Linked DNA regions of Mus musculus: all the other regions are linked to region 2. A link is a contact called in public promoter capture Hi-C data. All regions are on one chromosome and are shown on one strand. Each heading gives the region's core, a stretch centred on a gene start, on an enhancer-like site or on the middle of the called end of the contact. The rest is flanking DNA. Distances are from core to core; before and after follow the strand shown. Region 1 holds the start of Enpp3 (ectonucleotide pyrophosphatase/phosphodiesterase 3). Region 2 holds the start of Akap7 (A kinase (PRKA) anchor protein 7). Region 3 overlaps Gm36228 (a long non-coding RNA gene). Region 4 holds the start of Arg1 (arginase, liver).

Region 1 (3,002 bases), core at 427-2,926, 460 kb after region 2:
AATCTGGTCCACACCCCACACCTTCTGCTGGATTCCAATTTGTGGACATTGGAAGAAGGAAGACTCTTTTCTTTGACTGCTTGCCTTGTGGGACTGAGTAGCTGTTAGAGCCTTGGACTTCCATTCATAGCTGCTGCTGACCATTGTTGGGGAGTTGGACTACAGACAAATTCCCTTCCTATATAGAGACTACCCATAAGTTCTGTGATTCTAGAGAACCCTAACAAAATACCATATAATGCAAAAAACAGTGAAAACATAGTATCTTAGTCTATCAATGTGAAGAGACACTATGACCAAGGCAACTTTTATCAGAGAAAACATGTAAGTGTGGACTTAGGTATATTTTTGAAGGTTAGTCTATTATCATCTTGCCTGGGAGCACAGTACTGGAGAAGACAGTACTGGACAGTACTGGAGAAGTAGCTTTGGAGAGTTTTGCATCCTGATCCATAGGTAGGAATATATCTATCCATCCCTCTATCTATCTATCTATCTATCTATCTATCTATCTATCTATCTATCTATCTATCTACCTACCTATCTATCTATTTATTTCTCCATCTATCTACTGAGACTGAGAGAGAGGGGGGTGGGGGAAGAGGGGGAGGAGACAGTGGACTTTTGAAACTTCAAATCCCACCCTCAAGGGACACACTTTTTCCAACAAGACTACACCTCTTAATCCATCTGATTCCTAGAAATAGCGCCACTCTCTGGTGACTAAGCACTCAAATATATAAGCTTATGGGAGCCCTTCCTATCAAACCACCACACATACTATTTTGTCGTTTGCTTTAAAATAATTCTTAAACTGTAGACATTCTAAAATGTAAGATACACTCCTCTCATAATTAAAAAAATCTTTATAGTAGTTTCAGAATTTCTATTATAATCAAACACATTTTATTTTGTTTTAATTACTTAATGTATATTGTGTGTGTGTGTGTATGTTGGGGGCGGGGTGTGTGTGTGTGTATGAGTGCAGGGGGCCTTGGAGGACAGAGGAGGAAATCGGGTCCCCGGAGCTGGAACTGCTGAGCAGCCTGACAGAGGTGCTGAGATCTGAACTTTCTCTGCAGAAGCAAGCAAGAGCTCATGACTGCTGAGCTGTCTCTCCAGTCCTCCAGTCCTTTAATAAATGTACTAGCTTGCAACTGCAGCATGACATCTATATGGATGTACAAACTCCCTGTACAGGGCTTCTTGTCAGCCTTTGGAAGATTGAGATAGGAGGGCTTGGAAAACCACTCTGACTAACATGGTATATGATACTGCCAAACACACAAACAGAAACAAAACCCAGAAAGCAACCGAGCTGGGGTGGAGCTCAGCTGGTATGAAGCCATGGATTCAGTTCCCAGCAATTTGTAAATTGGGGGACACATGATGTAATCCTGGTGCTTAGGAGATAAGAAGTGACACAAGTTCTTTCCACAGACAAAAACAAAACAAATGAGTAGCTTTTTATAAGTGTGATTAATATTCTATTCTTGCTATCTACATATCCCGATTAGTATGCATTATTACTTCTAAAGCTGTAAAGAACTGCTGTCCACAATGTCCGAGAGAGAAATGGACTTTATTCTGTGGGCAACGCTGTTTGTTAACAAGGCTTTTCCCTCTTCAATTGACCAATCGCTACAGAGCTCTGCTTTTCTCCCGGATTTAAAAGTCAGTCACAGCTGGGGCAGGCAGGACAGTTCCTTTTTCCCTCCCCAGAGGGAAGAAAGAGCCTTATTTTCTGGCTAGACAGGTTTACACAGCTACGGGAACAATGGATTCCAGGCTAGCATTAGCCACAGAGGAGCCCATTAAGAAAGACAGTCTCAAGAAATACAAGATCCTTTGTGTGGTAAGCAAAACTGTTCATTTTAGTCTTACAAGCTTGGTGGCAGATTGAAGTGCCTGCCTTCCCACTTAGGCTTGCTTGTGTCGCTATTAAGTCAGAATGTGAAGTAATTGTGTCCAGCATTAGGTTTGTTTGTGTTGCAATTTAGGTTAGAATGCTAAGTTATTGTGTCCAGCATTTCTGACAGAAATCTGAGACCGTGCTGGACTGATTTTGTTTTCCACGTGTTTATAATTAGAGCGCAAGCAATTTTTGACTGGTACGAATACTGTACGAGCAAGAATTTAGCAACTGAAATCACTTGACACATACGTCTTAAGGATCTGTTGATCTTTATCAACATTTCATTCTGTTTATTTACCATGTGGAGATTACTTCTTTTGCTTCCTTCCTCACTTTGCTCTGTTCCCCCCCCCCATATGAATTAAGTGCTCCTTTAGAGACTAATCCACCCCCCTCCCCTGTTTCCTATCTGAATGTCCCTAACAATACATGAATGTTGTTGAGGGTTTTATCTTTTTCTTTCTTTTTTAAAACGTTCTCTCCCCCTGCTTCCTGGATAATCTTGAAACGCTCGTTTCCAAGACATACTTGCTTTTTGACGGACTTATCTTTATCTTCATTGAATGTTACTCAAGACCTCACTCTACATCCTTCTTACCCAGTGATCTTTTCTTTAGGCAATCTGTGTGTTCCCCTGAGATGTTAAATGATACCTTCCCCCAACCCAAGCCACCATCATCTCCGACTTCTTTTTGGATGTCTCCTGCCTGACTACTCACCCAGCACCTCCAGCCAAAACCAAATGCAGTATTTTTTTTCACATCTGGCTGGCTGCAGCTGCTCTCAGATTCCTCGGGCTAACATATGTCAGCTCTCCTTTCTGTTTCCCAAGAAAGGTCAAGCAGTTTGTAGCTATGACCCGTGAGGACAACAAATCCTCAGTAGCTCCTCAGAGTTTATCTTTCCAGGACTTACACAGCCCTCCTTGCGGCTTTCTTGCCCTTACCTTTGTCTTAGTTTGTCACTCAAGGAATCAAACCCCTTGGGAGCTAAATCTGGGTCCTAAATGTATTTTTAGATTGTTCTTTTCTTTTTCTTCCTGAGGCACCTGTGGGCAGGCACACAGGCTCAGGTTTCTTTCCCCAGG
Region 2 (2,992 bases), core at 35-2,534:
TAGGTGAAAGGTTTGGGGGCTGGGTTGGTGTTCTGGTTCCTCCACTGAAGTTATATCCCAAGGCTAAGGATTACACCACAGATGTGTGGTTAAAATAGAAACACAGCGCTTTGGTTTTGTTTTGTTTTTAAAAGGAGGGAAATCCAGGAGTGGGCTCTTGAGCTGAAGGAAGACACCTCGCCCCCAAGCATCAGACCACACATGAGGTGCAGAACCCACGTCTCCCAGGTCTGTAGCGTCCTTTGTGAAGCCCGAGGAGGGGGGAGTGGGGGTAGTGCTCTACTCTTTGCAAACTGGCTGTCAACCTTGCTGTGTCAGTGCACTGCTCCTACTCCCCAGTTACATAAATACACCTTTAAAACAGAGTGGGGAGTAATCCTTACAAAGAGAAATGTATAGTCTACTTCCAGCAGGAAAAGGGAGGGCAAAGAGTTGTTTCTCTGTCTACTGCGTAAAGTAATCCTTATGCTTAAACGTCTTATCTGTACCCTGTCCAGTCCAGCTAGCATCGGCTGGCCTTTGAGGATCCTCTTGCCGCAAGCTCCCTTACTTATTTTTCGTTCTTTCTCTGTGATTAGATAGCCTGCTCCTTTAAAAAGACCGTTTTCCGTGAAGATCCACAAAAAGGGGCTAAGCAGGGAATTCTTCAAAGTTCCCTACCAGCTTTAAGGGCTACAGCTGTGGAGAAGAGACACACCACCATATTTTCTTAAATTAAAATTACATTCCCCAACAAACCAGCAGTAATACCACCATTTGCCCCCAGCCCGGAAAAAAACAGTAGCATTCTTTTCTACAAGACATATTCATATTTTAACTATTAAAAAAAATAGTTTTCTCTTATTTTATTCAGATACTGAGGAGCCTTGCCTGCAAAAAATTTGTAGATGATTTCATTTAACAATTCCAACTTTTAGCTCTTAAACTGCTGTTGAAAATGCTACTTTTGGGGGGGGGGTAATGGCAAGTAAATAAAAGCATCTCATTATAGCGACGTTCAAGGTCTCGCTATTGTATTGTACATTTTGCTCAGCCCGCCTATTTTGCAATCAGATCTGTGTTTCCAAAGCTCCACGCTAAAGCAAACACACGGGTTCTCAAGGGACAGCGGGCCAAGGAATGCTCTCTGGATCCCTGGCTCGCCCCTCCGAGCGTGGGACGGGAAGGGCCGCGCCGCAGGAAATAACCGAGGGCGGCCAGAGGTCGGAGCCCGAGCCCAGCACGGCCCCGGGGACCGCCCCGATCCGGGTATCCACGCCTCGCCGGGCCGGCCCCTTCCGGCTCCTCCTGAAGCGGCGGGTGCCGGGGATGCTGCGACTCGCGGGGCGTTGCGCCTCCGCAGGCCTGGCCGCCGCGGCCCGCGCCCCCGCCGTCCCGCGCGCCCCGGGCCCGCGCCTCCGTCTCTGCGCCGCGACCATGGAGCGCCCCGCCGTGGGTGAGAGCGCTCCGCCCTGCGCGCCCCGGGGCGGCCTCTGCCGTGGGGCGTGCTCGCCCGCCCCGCTCCGCCTCCCAGGCCGCCCGCAGCCCCACGCCCCTCGCGATCGACCCTCCCCCTACACCCTGGGCATCCCGGTCCAGCCCGGTAGTCCGGGCAGTTTGGTTGCATCCGTGGGTCTCCGTGCACCACTCCACTCCTCGAACCGAAAGGGGTGTACACACAAGTTGTTGTTTCTCTTACCTCTTCCTATCTTGTGACCCATGACCCAGAGTTTTGCAGCACATCCTTTCCTACTGTGTTGGGGAGGTTAACAAAATCAAGGGGGGAAAAAAAAAACTCCGTTTTATTTACCTAATTATTTTTTAAAATGGCAAATAGAAGCCTCTGAACACTGTCTTGTCTCATTTAGGGTTTTACTCGAGGCTTGGCAAGGCACACTTTAAAACGGGCGCCAATCTGCTGGCGCCCAGGATGTACTTCAGCTTGGGTCAACTTTCGTTGTATGCTGAACCTGGGTAGGAATTAGAGGTTGGACTCGGAGGGAAAGGGACTGGGAAGTAAGGGGAAAAAGGTGTTCTACAAGAACACCTACATGTATACAAAGCGTAAGAATATTAAAATAGGCAGTCCAAGCATGCTATGTAAATACTTTATATGTATGTAAATATAAATCAGGTGAATAATGTACATGCGTTTATAAATTTCATGTGAATGCAATTACTCGTATCACGTGAGGAGATGCCCAGAGTGTCCCTGCTTGAGATGTTTTTATAAGGTTACAGGAGTGTGGGTAATAGGCAGAAGGGAATAGGGTAATAGTTGGAAAGAGAGGACTCTTCTCACCTTTTTACACCGTGTGGCTTTGCAGTTTGGGATGCTGTTAGCGCATCGTTTCCCTATAGTGACAAAGCTTATGGCACTTGTCCAGTTTACTGGGTCCTTCCATTCATGTAGTGTCGATTTGTCAATTTCTCCTTAATAATTTGGATTGCTCCCTCTTCATGAGGCGCAAATGGAAGCACACTGGGTAAGTGGCCTGGTTGGCATGAAGTTTAAACATTTCTGGAGACCTACTCTGCTGTTTTACGTAGCTAGTCGAAGTAGATAGACCGTAATGAATGACAGGCCCATTCCATAGCTGTTTACAGTGCTGGGGAACCAGAAGAGAGTCTTGCCCAATGAAGGTGTGTTTTGTTGTTCAGATAGGAAACTTACTTTGTAGGACTTGGGCAGTCTGTCTGTCTGTCTGTCTGTCTTTTTTGTTTTCTGTTTGCTTGGCTTTGGTAGTGTTTGCTGAAGTGTCCCTGTGATCTGAGGATTTGAATGCATTTACTTTCTTGGCTTGAGAAGATTCTTTACATACATTCATGGTTTTTCTTACAAAAGCAATATTCACTTTAGAAACAACCTAGTACAGTGGTTGGAAAGTATTTGGCATTCAGAAACACTTCAGCTTTTATTCTTCCTTTCCTACCCGTACGTCTTGGGAACATGCAGTTTTCTAGCTACTTTTTGACTTATGCTTGTTTTTGTAACACTGGGGATAAAGCCTAG
Region 3 (2,974 bases), core at 201-2,700, 350 kb after region 2:
TGGCAAGTTGTATCTTATATCTTGGGTATCCTAAGTTTCTGGGCTAATATCCACTTATCAGTGAGTACATATTGTGCGAGTTCCTTTGTGATTGGGTTACTTCACTCAGGATGATACCCTCCAGGTCCAACCATTTGCCTAGGAATTTCATAAATTCATTTTTTTAATAGCTGAGTAGTATTCCATTGTGTAAATGTACCACATTTTCTGTATCCATTCCTCTGTTGAGGGGCATCTGGGTTCTTTCCAGCTTCTGGCTATTATAAACAAGGCTGCTATGAACATAGTGGAGCATGTGTCCTTCTTACTGGTTGGGACATCTTCTGGATATATGCCCAAGCGACCTAAATGTTCTTTTGAAAAGGTAATGACTCGACAATACTATAATTAGCGAGTGAGGATAAGAATGAAACTCCTGACCTTGGTTCCTTTGTAATAAATTAACTATGACCCACCCTTGGTATTTCCTTCACATTTCTTTATCCTCACCCTTCTGCTGAAAAATGATAAAAATACACCAGGGGTTTTGAGTTCCGTAACTTGCTTCGTGCATGAGGATGGCTGCTGAAAACATGAAGGAGCTTTGGCCCTCTGCCCACAGGCCTTAGCCAGGCTCCTCGTGTCTTCCTTGATTGGCTGCCAAGGTGGCCACGCAGTGGACTGCTCTCAAGAGAGGAGCTGTGCAGAAAGGAGTTGTGCTCTTAAAAATGATATTTAAAAGTATAAATCTCCCTCATTTCGGCCTTTAAAGCAAGACCTCTGTGCCCTAAGCTAGATAATTGAGAAATTTGCTTGGCTGGTTTCATAATTAGAAGCTAAAAGCAAATCTCACAGACTAGTGAGGTTGTGAAGCCTGGAGGATGCCATAGGAAGGGGTTTGGGCTTTCCTCTCACTTGTAAAGGAGATGGAGCCAGTGTGCTGGTGGACTGTCCTTTAGACATGTGGGAGGACAGGAGAGACCTTTGTAACCTGTATGCCCAGGGCCAGAGCAGAGAGGATCGTCAAGAGATTAAAGAGAGATGGCAACATCTCCTGATCCACCGTATTTGTCGTGGTTCACTAGGCCCTTCCGGGATGGACAGAGCTTTGTGACACTTCCGCTCTTCGCTATCATCATCATCCCTATAGTGAAAAGTCAGGTCCAAGCCTCACCAGCACTGAAAGTAAGTGTGTGCCCAGTTAGGCTTCTGGAAAGACCAGTCATAACTGCCCAGTCAGCATCAACGCAGAGCAGTGTTGTGGGCAAATCTAGATGCCTTGGGGGAGGCAGAGCACAAGGAACTCCCTGCCCTACGAGAAGGGAATCTGCCACCCATGGCACCTTATACTAGATATTACACAAATGGCTACTCCTGAAGTGTTACGGTCTAACACGTATGCCTCTCGGCTCTGATCCTCTGCGCTCAGCGTCAAAGGTGGAAAAGTCAAACAGCACTAGATGTTCCAAATCTGTTTGCTTTTCTTTCCCAAGAGAATCACCTTGCACTTCCCTGGGCAGTTTCACCGTGTAGGACAGTAAACCATAGCCCGATCCAACAAAGTTCCTGGCAAATGACATTCTAGAACTGAAGTTAATAACCGTTAGGGCCAGCCAGGGTTTCTGACTTCATCTAGTGGGTCAAAGATTCCAGCATGCTTGTTCATGCCTCCTTGTCTTTTCCCACACTCAAGTTCATGACAGACTTGTGATGATTGATGGAGTGCTGAGGCTTATACTACACTCATATAAATGAGCACAGCTTCAGGCCAAGCAGGGACTTTCTGTGTGAATGAGTCTTACTATCTGATCTTGGGAGTGGATATTTTATTAATTGTTCCTTGATGGGGACCTACCCTTCTCTACTGGGGAAAACAGAAGTTGCTGAACACACAATGATTAATATTTTGATATGCTCCCTTCTGTTTTTCCCTACAGTTCTTATACTTTAACATAATTGGAAATATTATCACAATAAGACCCACGTGAGAAGTAGGTGCATTCTATATGCATTATTCATGGTCTCCATCACCCAGGAAGAGCTGGCCTAGTTTCTCTCTTCCATAGGGACAGCTCGGGTTCAGTTTGACTGTTAGCAACTGTGGCAGGTAGTATTTTTCACACACACACAAACCCACACACACACAACCCTGATTTAGTGAGAAGGTAGAATTGTCTCTTGAGAACTGATTGGTAAGAAATGAGCCATCTGTTTGGGAAAGCTGACATTCAAAGATGAATCTCAAAGGAACATGTGATGTGATCAAGTCGAGTCCTTGCACTGCACTTCCTTGTACTACACTTTGCTTGACTTTTAGCCCAGTAGGAAACGGCACCTCTTCTCACTAAAGATCTGGATGAGGATGGGCAGTTACAATGCCAGCCCTATCCAGTGATTCTCCATTTCCACCTGCACCAGAGCCTTTGGGGAAGTTTGGGAAATCACAGAATCAAGTCTTCTTGGGTAGAGAAGAGTCATTGCATAGCAAGACTTTTAAACTGGTACATGAGGCAGTTTGTTACAGGTGGACCACAAGCCCAACTCTGAGAAACGCTGGTGAGTTACAGTCTTAGCGCTCCATTCAGTGAGCATTGCTGAGTGCCAGGACTGAAAAACAGCATCAGCAGTACAGGAGGCAGGAGCACACAGCACTAACATGCAGGACACGGGAGCACACAGCACTAACATGCAGGACACGGGAGCACACAGCACTAACATGCAGGACACAGGAGCACAGTGCTAACAGAGCAATACCAGTTTGTGTTTGTTCAGCACTGAACAGTTTTCACAGTTTCTTCCCATGTTTTATCTCTGTATGAACTATGTGAGAGAGACAAGAGAGGGAATGACATTTCCATTTCCTGTAAAAAGGGGAAGAGGGAGAGAGAGAGAGCAAGCTTAAGTTCCTCCAGTTGCTACATCTGCTAGATGACGAACATGGATTGTTTGGAAGCTCCTGCTGGAAGGAGGGAAGCTATTACACGTACACAGATGT
Region 4 (2,701 bases), core at 201-2,700, 370 kb after region 2:
AGGAAAATTCTATCTTACATAAATCAATTTTTTAAAAAAATCTATAACCGTATATCAGAAAAACATAGTAAGATGAAAAATATATTTGAAAAGGAGGTATCAAAATGGTCCTGAGGGACTTTGGCTTCTTGATTTATTCATTCAATAAATGCAATACATTTATTCAATCAATAAGTCAATGTTTATTTTGTACTGAACGATTCTATGTACTGATGGTAGAGGGAACAGAATCTTTCTTGAGGTATTAAAATTCTGGGTGCTTTTTGTCCTCACAAGGTTAAAGAAATTTACTTCTGACATGTGGGTTTTCTTTTTAAAATTATAATCATGTAACTTTGTAACTGGGAGAATACTTGGTTGTGTTTCTTCTAAATTAATACTTTTAAAAATATTTCTTTAGTGTTGGGGGTGGCTTTACACAGGGACCGGACCACATCACCCACGTGGAGGTCAGAGATCAACTTGGAGGAGTTGACTCTTTCCTTGCACCAAATGGGTTCTTCGGGTCAAACTCGGGTCATCGGGCTTGGTGTTACCGGCTGGCCTCTCTCATCTGCCCTAGATCTCAGGGGGCCCTGCTGACACTCTGCTGGTGTGTAGATTAGAATCGCGGCAGCTCGGCGGGTGCAGAATGCCCATTGCTCCGTTTCGATTCTTCTGCAACCTGTATGTGACTAGCAACCTCACCAAGCTGCAGTCTCTTCCTGGGCAAAACAGCATAAGAATGATTCTCAGTCTGAAGTTAGTTTAAAGAGGAAACAGGAAGCGAAAGAACATTAACTAGAATAGCACTTGGCACACGACAAAGACAACTCATATTAGCTAGTTTGCTTTCCCTATCTTGGGATATCATGATTCCAAAAATGAGATTTTCCTGGAGACTGTATTTCAAAAATAGAACTGCTTTGGGTTGTCAGGGAAATAAATGATGCCTTCCTGTAAATAATAATAATAATAACAACAACAACAATATAAAACAAAAACCAGCCCCATGCTTTCCTAGACAGTGTAACCTGGTGACACATGAAATGTGTCTCACTTTCCCCAGAACTTGAAGCCTTGACTCAGGATGCTCAACAGGAGGGAAGTAAGAGACACCCCCCCCACCCCCTCACCCCCCCCCCCCACTTGCTGTTTTAGCCTCACCTTGCAAGTCCCCAGTGGACTTAAATCCTGGAAAAGGTGAGCACCCTGCCCTGAGGTGCCCAGGCCGGAAGCCTAGCACTTCACATGAGGTTATGAAATCACACATAATTGTCAATTGTCTGAGGAGAGATTAATGTCATCCAGCTGGCTTTTTCAAAAGGGTGTGAACTGGACGGATGAATAATGCTCAGAGGGAAGAATGGTAGTTCCTCTGATGGGGAGGTTCTGTTGACTCTGTCATTCTTCCATTCGGTGGGCGGAGCCAGTTGTTGGATAAACAGATCCAACCTGATTATAAGGGGGGAAAAAGATGTGCCCTCTGTCTTTTAGGGTTACGGCCGGTGGAGAGGAGCTGGACAGCCCGAGCACATGCAGCAGCAGCAGCCGCTGGAACCCAGAGAGAGCATGAGCTCCAAGCCAAAGTCCTTAGAGATTATCGGAGCGCCTTTCTCAAAAGGACAGGTGAGTTTGGCTTTGAATGACTGGAATTTATTGGGAAGTGTTACATTTTAACACTTGCCAGGCATCGTGGTCTAGCTGCAAGCTGGAAATGTTACATTCTTAACACTTAACAGGCGTTGCCTTGGGGCTACAAGCTTCCCAGCACCATCTGGGCTCCAGGTGCTAGAGCTCAAGTCTCTTCACCACTGTGTGGCATAGTATGCTTGCCGACTTTTGGATCCTGCCAAAGTCCATTTCAAGACAAAGAGTCACTACAAAGCTTGAAGAAAAACCCTCTGGATGTAGATCACCTGTGTCTGGGCTGCAGTTTCTCTCATAGTTACGGTGGCTCTTGGTGCTTTTGATGTTTTCTGAGTATGGAGTGAGAGATTGTAAGAAAACACATTAGTCTGGTTACGTAATTCATGCTTAGAAAAATGTAATGGGTGGTGGTAGGTAGCCTTTAGGCTTGTTTTAATTTGGATAACTTAAATAATAGAGCTTTTGCAAGTTTGCGAAGAATTCATGGTATTTTGAGCTTAATGATTTTGAGTATTAGTTGGGGGGGGGAGATGGGGGGGGAGGTGGGGGGTTTACATCTCTCTTTAAGGAGAACAAATAAAACAATACATCAGGTCTGCACGACTAATGGATCCATAAATCTCTGCCTAGCCCGCCTAAGTGACTCACGCATGTCAGCACTGCCTAAATGCGCTCCTCATTCCCCGTCTGCGTGGATACGCTCAGGCTGCTAATTAGAATGAGATAGCAGGATGCCTTAGGCTCCAACTCTCTGTGTTTAAAAAGGACGGGGGGAATCCAAGCCAAGCAAGGTGGTGTGTGACTCCTGGGTCCTTTTGTTTTACGTGGGGTCTTTCTCTTGGCTTTTAGACTCAGGCAGCCTTTAGCCTTTTAAACTGTGGAACCTAAAGATATAATCTGCCCCCCGCCCCCCCCCACACACACACCCTCTTCACTATACAAATTGTGGAAGGTTGGAGACCCAGACTGTATTTGGTATCAGTAATAGCATTTCACCTTCTATGGAAAAATCTCCACAGAGCTCTCCCAGAACACTAGAATATGGGGGTATTTTGTTGATTCATGATGCCTT

What was found. Promoter capture Hi-C pulls out the DNA fragments that hold promoters and counts their contacts.
Region 1: a promoter capture Hi-C map of stem cell-derived epiblast-like cells shows a contact between it and region 2, with 3 times the contacts expected there. The contact joins the promoter of Enpp3 here to the promoter of Akap7 in region 2. A contact is called at or near these places in 8 of 39 promoter capture datasets (cranial neural crest, fetal liver, hematopoietic stem and progenitor cells and 4 more).
Region 3: a contact with region 2 is called in a promoter capture Hi-C map of liver, with 2.0 times the contacts expected there. The contact joins the enhancer-like site here to the promoter of Akap7 in region 2. A contact is called at or near these places in 10 of 39 promoter capture datasets (the 3T3-L1 cell line, 3T3-L1-derived adipocytes, the HPC-7 cell line and 6 more), 3 of 115 datasets of contacts at active chromatin or transcription factors (embryonic stem cells and large pre-B cells) and 1 of 9 other capture datasets (adipose tissue).
Region 4: a promoter capture Hi-C map of liver shows a contact between it and region 2, with 2.3 times the contacts expected there. The contact joins the promoter of Arg1 here to the promoter of Akap7 in region 2. A contact is called at or near these places in 5 of 39 promoter capture datasets (the 3T3-L1 cell line, hippocampal neurons, liver and 1 more), 2 of 115 datasets of contacts at active chromatin or transcription factors (bone marrow-derived macrophages and stem cell-derived neural progenitor cells) and 2 of 9 other capture datasets (adipose tissue and liver).

The regions. Positions count from the first base shown.
Region 1 is chr10:24,834,869-24,837,870 of GRCm38.p6, reverse strand. Enpp3 (ectonucleotide pyrophosphatase/phosphodiesterase 3) reads left to right here and starts at 1,676. Exons shown (of 25, transcript NM_134005.2): 1 at 1,676-1,855. The coding sequence starts at 1,778.
Region 2 is chr10:25,295,371-25,298,362 of GRCm38.p6, reverse strand. Akap7 (A kinase (PRKA) anchor protein 7) reads left to right here and starts at 1,284. Exons shown (of 8, transcript NM_001379238.1): 1 at 1,284-1,435.
Region 3 is chr10:24,950,312-24,953,285 of GRCm38.p6, reverse strand. The region is part of intron 2 of Gm36228 (a long non-coding RNA gene); the gene reads left to right. Among named protein-coding and RNA genes, the nearest start is that of Gm36228, 8.1 kb to the left of the region's middle. Within about 2 kb of position 1,450, at least 12 of the 459 cell types and tissues checked have an H3K27ac peak or open chromatin away from gene starts, as enhancers often do. A contact at or near this core is called in liver, where this site is marked.
Region 4 is chr10:24,926,219-24,928,919 of GRCm38.p6, reverse strand. Arg1 (arginase, liver) reads left to right here and starts at 1,450. Exons shown (of 8, transcript NM_007482.3): 1 at 1,450-1,608. The coding sequence starts at 1,552. It overlaps Gm40616 (a long non-coding RNA gene), which reads right to left. Exons shown (of 4, transcript XR_001779741.2): 3 at 1,147-1,958.